Regions from separate parts of the Mus musculus genome. Here all the other regions are linked to region 2. Evidence: chromatin contacts called from public HiChIP or PLAC-seq data. All regions are on one chromosome and are shown on one strand. The core of a region is the stretch at or near the end of the contact, and the rest is flanking DNA. Distances in the headings are between cores, read along the strand shown. Region 1 overlaps Wwox (WW domain-containing oxidoreductase). Region 2 has its middle 27 kb from the start of Dynlrb2. Region 3 has its middle 230 kb from the start of Gm39256.

The links. HiChIP or PLAC-seq counts read pairs in DNA pulled down with a chosen protein or histone mark.
Region 1: an H3K27ac HiChIP or PLAC-seq map of large pre-B cells shows a contact between it and region 2, with 6 times the contacts expected there. The contact joins two enhancer-like sites. A contact is called at or near these places in 1 of 15 datasets of contacts at CTCF or cohesin (large pre-B cells) and 3 of 115 datasets of contacts at active chromatin or transcription factors (astrocytes, embryonic stem cells and large pre-B cells).
Region 3: a contact with region 2 is called in an SMC1A HiChIP or PLAC-seq map of large pre-B cells, with 6 times the contacts expected there. The contact joins two enhancer-like sites. A contact is called at or near these places in 1 of 15 datasets of contacts at CTCF or cohesin (large pre-B cells) and 2 of 115 datasets of contacts at active chromatin or transcription factors (astrocytes and large pre-B cells).

The regions. Positions count from the first base shown.
Region 1 is chr8:115,233,002-115,235,701 of GRCm38.p6, forward strand. All of the region lies in intron 8 of Wwox (WW domain-containing oxidoreductase), which reads left to right. Among named protein-coding and RNA genes, the nearest start is that of Gm39257, 270 kb to the left of the region's middle. Within about 2 kb of position 1,265, at least 74 of the 459 cell types and tissues checked have an H3K27ac peak or open chromatin away from gene starts, as enhancers often do.
Region 2 is chr8:116,477,129-116,479,828 of GRCm38.p6, forward strand. No RefSeq gene overlaps it. Among named protein-coding and RNA genes, the nearest start is that of Dynlrb2, 27 kb to the right of the region's middle. Within about 2 kb of position 1,378, at least 21 of the 459 cell types and tissues checked have an H3K27ac peak or open chromatin away from gene starts, as enhancers often do.
Region 3 is chr8:115,412,983-115,415,682 of GRCm38.p6, forward strand. No RefSeq gene overlaps it. Among named protein-coding and RNA genes, the nearest start is that of Gm39256, 230 kb to the right of the region's middle. Within about 2 kb of position 1,384, at least 95 of the 459 cell types and tissues checked have an H3K27ac peak or open chromatin away from gene starts, as enhancers often do.

The DNA of each region.
Region 1 (2,700 bases), core at 15-2,514, 1.2 Mb before region 2:
GCTCCCTTTTAAAGCTGAATGGGCACACAGTTTACCTTCCCCCTTCAAAGGAGACCCTGTGTTGTGTAGCTTTTCAGTTTACTTTTCTTCCTAATGCTAAACTTGGGGAGCGAGCATGATGAACTCAACATATCCTGAACATAACCACTATCAGCCAGGGGATCAAGTCCAATTAGCTTGGCACCCCCATACCCTTCTAAAATTCAATGTACAAGGTGCACACAAAAATCGCGTTTTCAGGAAGTCATCTGGAAGGTGAAGACAGGAGATGTCTCTGTCATGTTCTAGCTGCCTAGCAGACTTATTAACCTTAAATTGTTTTATTTCTAACAACATGTATGCCTATGGGAGATAGGCACGTGTGCACAGGTGTTCTCAGAGGCCAGAGACAATGGAACTCCCGGAGCTGGAGTTACAGGTGGTTGTGAGCTGCCTGCAGTGGCTGCTGGGAGCCGAACTCAGGTCCTCTGCAAGAGCAGTGTGCACTTTTAACTTCTGAGCCAGCCATCTCTCTAGCTTCTGACCCTTTCCCTATCTGTAGAGTATGCCTTGTAAGCATGGAGACCTGCATTTGATCTCAGGACCCATGCTTTTAAAAAAAATGCCAGGGATGGTGACAGATGCTTATGGTCCCAAGTTGAGGAGGTGGAGGCCAATGGATCCTTGGAGCTTGTGGGTTAGCATAGAAGAATTGAAGAGCCCCAGGACTCAGTGAGAGACCCAGCCTCAAAACAAAGCCCCCACTCCCACCCCCAACAAAATAAACTCCCAAACAGCATGAATATATGAGTGCCTAAAGAATGACATTGGAAGTTCACACACACGCAAGGTAGGGCACACAAGCACACTCACTCGATGGTAGGACTCCACCTTTCTATACTCAAACTAGGGGTTGCCTCTGGCTAGGATCTTTGAATTGTCGCACTAGCTCAGTATTTTTCCGGTCTCTCAAGCTTCCAGGAAGAGTGAACCCATTATCCATTTTAGTCTGGAGGACCCTGAGAAACTTCACAGAAAAAGCATGTTTTCCCCTGGAAGGCTGTTTTGAGAAGGGCACCATCGTGCACTCACTGGATGGCCCCTGTTGACATGCCGACTCTGGGGGTGGTTCAGCAGGGGATCTGGGTGCCTGAGAAAAGGAGTGAAGAAATTTTTAAAAAAAGTAAGAAACCAACCGAGAAAACCCAAGAGAAACCGAAAGACTGCACGCTGGAACAAAAGGGAGGGGGCAGCCAGCCTCAGGACCTGGGCGGTTAAGGAACTGGCTTCGACAGGAAGTGGGCAGGAGGCTGTTTTCAGTACACTCATGGGAACTGAGCTGGAAAGTGCTGTGGTGAGGGTCTGTGGAAAAAGAGGGCTCTAATCAAGCTATAAATATCTGTTGCTTTGAAGTTTTATGACCAACAATTAATGTTACTGGAAGGCACATCAAGAGCTATTTCTTAACTTGGTGGGTCTGAGTGGGCCAGGGTCAGGGTATGAGTCTAGCCTCATGGGAGGCTGTCCTTACACATTCCTCCCTCTCTCTCTCTCTCTCTCTCTCTCTCTCTCTCTCTCTCTCTGCTATAAAATAGTACACAGGTGTCTAGAGGCATACACCACAGTTCATGGTCATCTAGCCCAACCATCCATCCATCCATCCATCATCCATCCATCCATCCATCCATCCATCCATCCATCTATCATCCATCCATCCACCCACCCATCCCTTCGATCATTAATATGTGTTTATTCAAGATCATATTCAGTAAGGAACAGCTAGACAAAACCCTTGAGGCAGGGTGGAGGTTTGGGGAATGCACTTTCTTTTAGTTGGGAAAGGAGAAAACAAATAAAAAAATCATGTCTGGGAATGAGAAGTGCTCTCAACCATTCAGAAGTCTGTGCTAAAAACTAGAAGCTCACTCTAGAGGCTGTGCGAAGGAACCTTTTCTGTGGGAAGTTGCTGCAAACAGAGGCAGAGGCAGAGTATAGTGGAGCAGGGAGCCACCAAGTACCAAAGTTCTGGGGCGTGTGCATCAGTGGACCTCAGGATTCAGGAGTCCTGGCCACTGCTTGCTCTGAAAGTCTTGAACGGGCTGTGGATTGTTCCCAGTTATACACTAAGAGCTCCCTAAGGTCTTATTTGGTTGTGCCAAATGTCAGCTTATCATTTCTGTAATATGCTGCCCTCGAACTTGAATTTTCTCCCACTATAACAAAACAATGGCAGAACTCGTCGAATCCCATTCAACCCCTCATCTCCTGCTTTCAGGCACACACTGATTTGTACGCTCACTGTGGCCTCAGTAGTAGGCTTCTGTCTGGAATCACATTTGTGCTCTTCCATAGGTTCAGGAGCACAGTTCTTTGTTCCCCACTGTAGGTCTATCTTCATGAGGGAAGACATCAGGAGTTGTGGGAATCTAGGATCTTGGCTTCTGGAACCTGAGATGACCCGGCAAAAGGTCATAGCACAATCTGGAAATGTTTGACCTTTGCAAAGGAGTACCTGAAAGGTACCTTCTAGTGCCTGACTCAGTGGTGCCCACCTAAGAATGCTCTTACTCATTTGATAGAGCAGCTCACTGAAAATCTCGGATAGAACAACGTCTGTTTTTCAGTGTGGACGTCTCCACTTGTGGGATAGCATTTTCTCCTTAAAGGAGTGCATAATTCAAATAACTTCCTTTTCAGGTTCTCTCTCTCTCTCTCTCTCTC
Region 2 (2,700 bases), core at 128-2,627:
TGCTAGGCAAGCGCTCTACCATTGGGTGAAATCCCCAACCCTTACATCACAAATTTTAAGTCTCTATGTTTACATACCACACATATATTTATGCTTCATACATAAAAGGATTTTTATCTCCCCCTTGGCCAATCTTTTTGACCCCCTGACAACAGCCCATTGAGAATGCATTTACAGAGATCCATTGAAGGGACAATGGCAGGACAGAGATGTGGGTAGATTTATTGGGAAGTTCGGGGGGACAAACAAGGGAGTGGCAGTTGGGTATGGTTTTGAAGAGTCATAAGAGTTTGCCTGGACTGGAGAGATGGCTCAGTGGTTAAGAGCACTGACTGCTCTCCAGAGGTCCGGAGTTCAATTCCCAGCAACCACATGATGGCTCACAACCATCTGTAATGGGGTCCGATGCCCTCTTCTGGTGTGTCTGAAGACAGCAACAGTGTACTCATATAAATAGCCACTGTGTTTGTGAAGCAAGGTATGTACTCTGAGATCTCCAGGTCCATAATACATGGAGCTGATCATTTAAAGTAGGAATTTTAGCCTAATTTCACTTCCAAAATGTCTCTTAGAAAGAATCCTGGAACCCTTAGTGAGTGCCAGGGGACTTGGTGAGCAGAAGCAAAAACAGTGAGTTGGTAAAGGTGGATATTTGGATTCCTTCACTTCAGCCTAGGTCTCAGGTGGGAAGTGATAAATAACGGAGTACACATTGGCTGTAGCTCATCTAACACACACACACACACACACACACACACACACACACACACACAAATTCCAATACCACCCAAAGCAAGGCATGAAAGTTCTCATTAATACACAGCACGGAGCTCTCAGCACCTAGTCCCAAGGGTGAAAACACCACTGAAAATCCAGTTCTTCTCAAAGCTCAGCATGCAACACCACCTCGTGTATGATCATAAAAGGCAGCCTGAGCTTAGATTTTTTAGATAAACACAGAGCTGCCAGTGAACCACGAGGCCAGCATCAGCTTCCGGTGAGACCAGGTTTCCTGTGGGACGCCTGGCATTTCCCAGTCCAGCTGATCGACAGATGGCCACACCCTATCTCTTGGGGAACTTTCTGGTTTCCTGTCTTCTCTCTTAGTTTCGTCGTATTTCCCATTTATGCAACAATGGGCATGCCCCATCTATTTGTTCTTAAATTAATGTTGCGGTTCTTTTTCCTAGGCTCAAGGAAGGTTAGGATTTTTGACAACCATGAATCTTTGTTCAAGATTTAGGGATGAGAGGTCTAGATAAAGCAAGAACCACAACCACCAAAAAGTCCTCTGCGATCATACATCTCTACTCCATGGACACAGACGTTTGTGCAAACGGAGAGTGTGGGCTGTGCACTTCCATAACCGCACCATTCTAGAGCTTCCAGGCTGGAGTACGATGGCCACCACCTTAAAACAAAAAGATGCCCTCCCAAGGTGCCTCCTCTTCCAAGGAAAAGAACTGCTTGCTCTTTGATGGTGCATTCTCCATCCAGTTGCCTGGCCTCTCTCGCACAATGAAGAAGAACCGGTTGGCCACCAGGATATTTACCCAGGATGCTTTGAAAATCATCTAAGAGGGATTCATGCAGTCAAGTGCCTATCACACCAGCATGAGAACCCCAGTTCAATCCCCACTTAGAAGCCAGGCTCATGAACTAGAGAGATGGTTCAGGACTGAGGCACACTTCCTGTTTTTCTGCAAGACCTATGTTCAGTGCCCAGCACACACATCAGGGCCATCAACTACAGGGGATTCACTGCCCCCTTTTGGCCCCTGTGAGTACTGCACCATGGATACAATCCTATAAGCAGGCTGTCATAAACATAATTTTTTTAAAAAAATGATCTTGGGTATTCTAAGATTCTGAGATAATATCCACTTATCAGTGAGTGCATACCATGTGTGTTCTTTTGTGGTTGGGTTACCTCACTCAGGTTAATATCTTCCAGATCCATCCATTTGCTTAAGAATTTCATGAAGTCATTGTTTTTAATAGTTGCGTAGTACTCCATTGTGTGAATGTACCATATTTTCTGTATCCATTCCTCTGTTGAGGGACATCTGGCTTCTTTCCAGCTTTTGGTTATTATAAATAAGGCTGCTATGAACATAGTGGAGCATGTGTCCTTATTACATGTTGGAACACCTTCTGGGTACAGCTGGGTCCTCCGGTAGTACCATGTCCAATTTTCTGAGGAACCACAGAACTGACTTCAAGAGTGGTTGTACCAGCTTGCAGTCCCACCAACAATGGAGGAGTGTTCCTCTTTCTCCATATCCTCACCAGCATCTGCTATTACCTGACTTTTTTATCTTAGCCATTCTGACTGGTGTGAGGTGGAATCTCAGGGTTGTTTCGATCTGCATTTCCCTGGGATCCATCCCATATGCAGTTACCAAACCCAGACACTATTGTGGATGCCAACAAGTGCTTGCTGACAGGAGCCTGATATAGCTGTCTCCTGAGAGGCTCTGCCAGTGCCTGACAACTATAGAGGTGGATGTTCTCAGCCAACCATTGGACTGAGCACAGGGTCCCCAATGGAGGAGCTAGAGAAAGGACCTGAGGAGCTGAAGGAGTTTGCAGCCCCATAGGAGGAACAATAATATGAACTAACCAGTATCTCCAGAGTTACCAGGGACTAAACCACCAACCAAAAAGTACACATGGAGGGACCCATGGCTCCAGCCACAT
Region 3 (2,700 bases), core at 134-2,633, 1.1 Mb before region 2:
GAGGGTGCAAGAAGCAACAGTGACTGCAAAATTTGCCGCCATGTGCGTGTGGATCTGCATTTGCAGTCTTTTCAGGAGCCATTCTGAGACTCACTGGGTAAGCCTCTGGCCCATTTGATGGGACAGTTAATTATTTCTTGTTGCTCATCAGCCCCACAAAAGAGATCCTTCCCCATCCTGATATTTATGGACTTTGTAGAATCTGTAAAGGTTGGCAGTGTGTCTTCAATTCCTGGTTCTGCCACATACCAGTGACTTGAGCTCGTCGACTCTGAAAGTGAATGGCAATTCCTACTTGGAAAGGTCGTCGAGAGGATAGTTATTGTAAAGAATCTGCACTGTACCAGCCAGAGGGCACTCCTTAGCAGGTTTTAATACACTCACATCTCCCTGGGTTTTATAGTCCTCCAAGAATAACCCAAATGTCTTTCCAAGTCAACAGTCAAGACAAGTTTAGATGCAAGTCTGCGGAGAAGCCACTTGACAATGTTTGCTGAAGGGAGAAACCCAAGTTATCTCATTTCTAAGATGCATGCCCCTATCATCCAGTAGCAAGCCTGTCATAGCATGAAGCTCAGTGTCAGCTGCTTAGTAACTACCCTTTTGTTCTTTCAAACATACAATCCCATTCCTCAGATACTCCTCACACCCAGTCTAACAGATCCACATCCTCCTGAACAGGGGATAGCCCATGTAGGGGAAAGAGTGATCCTGCACAGATGTGCTGGAGTATCCCAAGGAGTCAAGTGATGCTCAGAGCTACCCACAAACACATTCTCACTTGCCAGCAATCACAGTGACAGCTCAATCCTGGAGACCCAGACAGTCTTCTGCAAGTTGTCATCTGCTGGCTTCCACGTGCATGGGTTGGCATTCCCCCAACCAACAATAGATAGATAGATAGATAAATAGATAGATAGATAGATAGATAGATAGATAAATGTAAAAAGCTGTTTAAAAATAAAAGAAATAAATGTCTGTAATGTATTCTTACTCAATACACATCGTAAAGTGCAAAGACGATGGCACAAATCTAAGCTTGAGTTGGGTGTAGAACCTGACCTGAGAGTGATCACCTTGCATTTTTGTCAGCAGGATCCAGGATAAGTGAACAGGACCAGGGAGTGAAGCACAAACACATTCCAGAAACGGCTTTGTTGTCCTCCGTGTGCTCTGGCCCCCTCCCCCCTCTCCTGCAACAACAGAGATCTGTGCAATGACTAAGGGTGGTTAATTAAGCATTGCAGCCCACAGTCCACTGCAGTTTCAATTGGATATGGTGTTCTCTCTCACTTCCTGTTTTGCAGGATTGCCGAGGGCTGTTAGACACCTGCCATGCTCTGGGGCCCAGCTGCTGTTCTACAGCAGGCAAAGAGGAAGCCCTCCCGGGCCCTCGGCCTTGAGAGGGGTTCAACTCTGCATACCAGTCCCTTCCCGGGGAGGCAGGGCCTGGGTAGACACAGCTGATGTGAGGACCGGCAGCTGGCAGGGAAGACCTTGTTCTATTGTGAGGATGGTGGCATGAGGCCCAGGGCTATCTCTCCATCCCTCATTCCCCAGAGTCCTCCTGTGACCTATAGATAATGAAGGTGGGTGCATCTACCCAGGCAGGAACAAGACATCAGTTTGCAGTTTCTCTGTATTCCAAATCACTCGGAAGAGTTCCTATGTGGAAGAAGCATAATTCAGTTAAACACTGAATTCTTTGTACATACATACATACATACATACATACACACACACACACACACACACACACACACACACACACACACTCACACTCACACTCACACTGGTCTGTCTCCTTGTGAAAAGTTCTTATGGGTTAGGTTCTCTATGCCAGGCAGTGGCTAAAGACAAGTCAGAGTTTGACAAACTCCTCTTCAATGCTGCTGGCTAGCCCTTCTACCCAGGGTGCCTCTTTCTCTAAAATCTGCTATGTTCTAACTAGCATATCCGATGAGTTCCGGCTCCTTTACTTAAGGAGCTGACTCTTGTCTTCCAGGAGAAGATTGCTTTCTCTACCCAATCAATTCCTAGCACTAAGCAGAGAAGAAAAATCCCGGAGACTGGAGGGGGATGGGTGGTGGATTTTCTCAAAAACAAAGCATCATAATAGATTAAAGAGGGCCAAGGTTTCTTTGACATTTCTGACATCAAGAAATGGGCTCAGGGGTTAAAGAGATGGCTCAGTAGCTAGGTGTGTGCACTCCTCTTTCAGAAAACCTACACTGGAAGCTCACAAACACCAGGAACTCCAGGGGATCCAAAACCCTCTTCTGGACTCCAAGGGCACCTGCACTCACGTATTAACCTCCCCCAACTCATAAATTAAAATAATTTAAAATATGAAGTGGGTCCAGGTTTCGCAGATGATTTGACACTGGGCAGTTAAAGTGACATTATGTCAATTCTGTCATTTGGGGCAGGTTTTTTTTTTTCTTTTCCCTCACAGAGCCACCACATGTAGACTCCTAGGCCACCATGCTGTAAGGAAACCCAAGCTAGAAGCCCAGAGAGATCACATGAAGAGATAGTCCCTTGCCTGGGCCCCCTACAATCCTTTGGCTCTTGGAGTTCTCCCAGATCTGTACCCAACATCACTGAGCATTCTATGCCCTGCACATTTCCAACTCAGAGGGGTTTTCTATGCAATAATACTGGCCAGCTTGGAACCTTTATGATTTGGGTGGGTGGGGG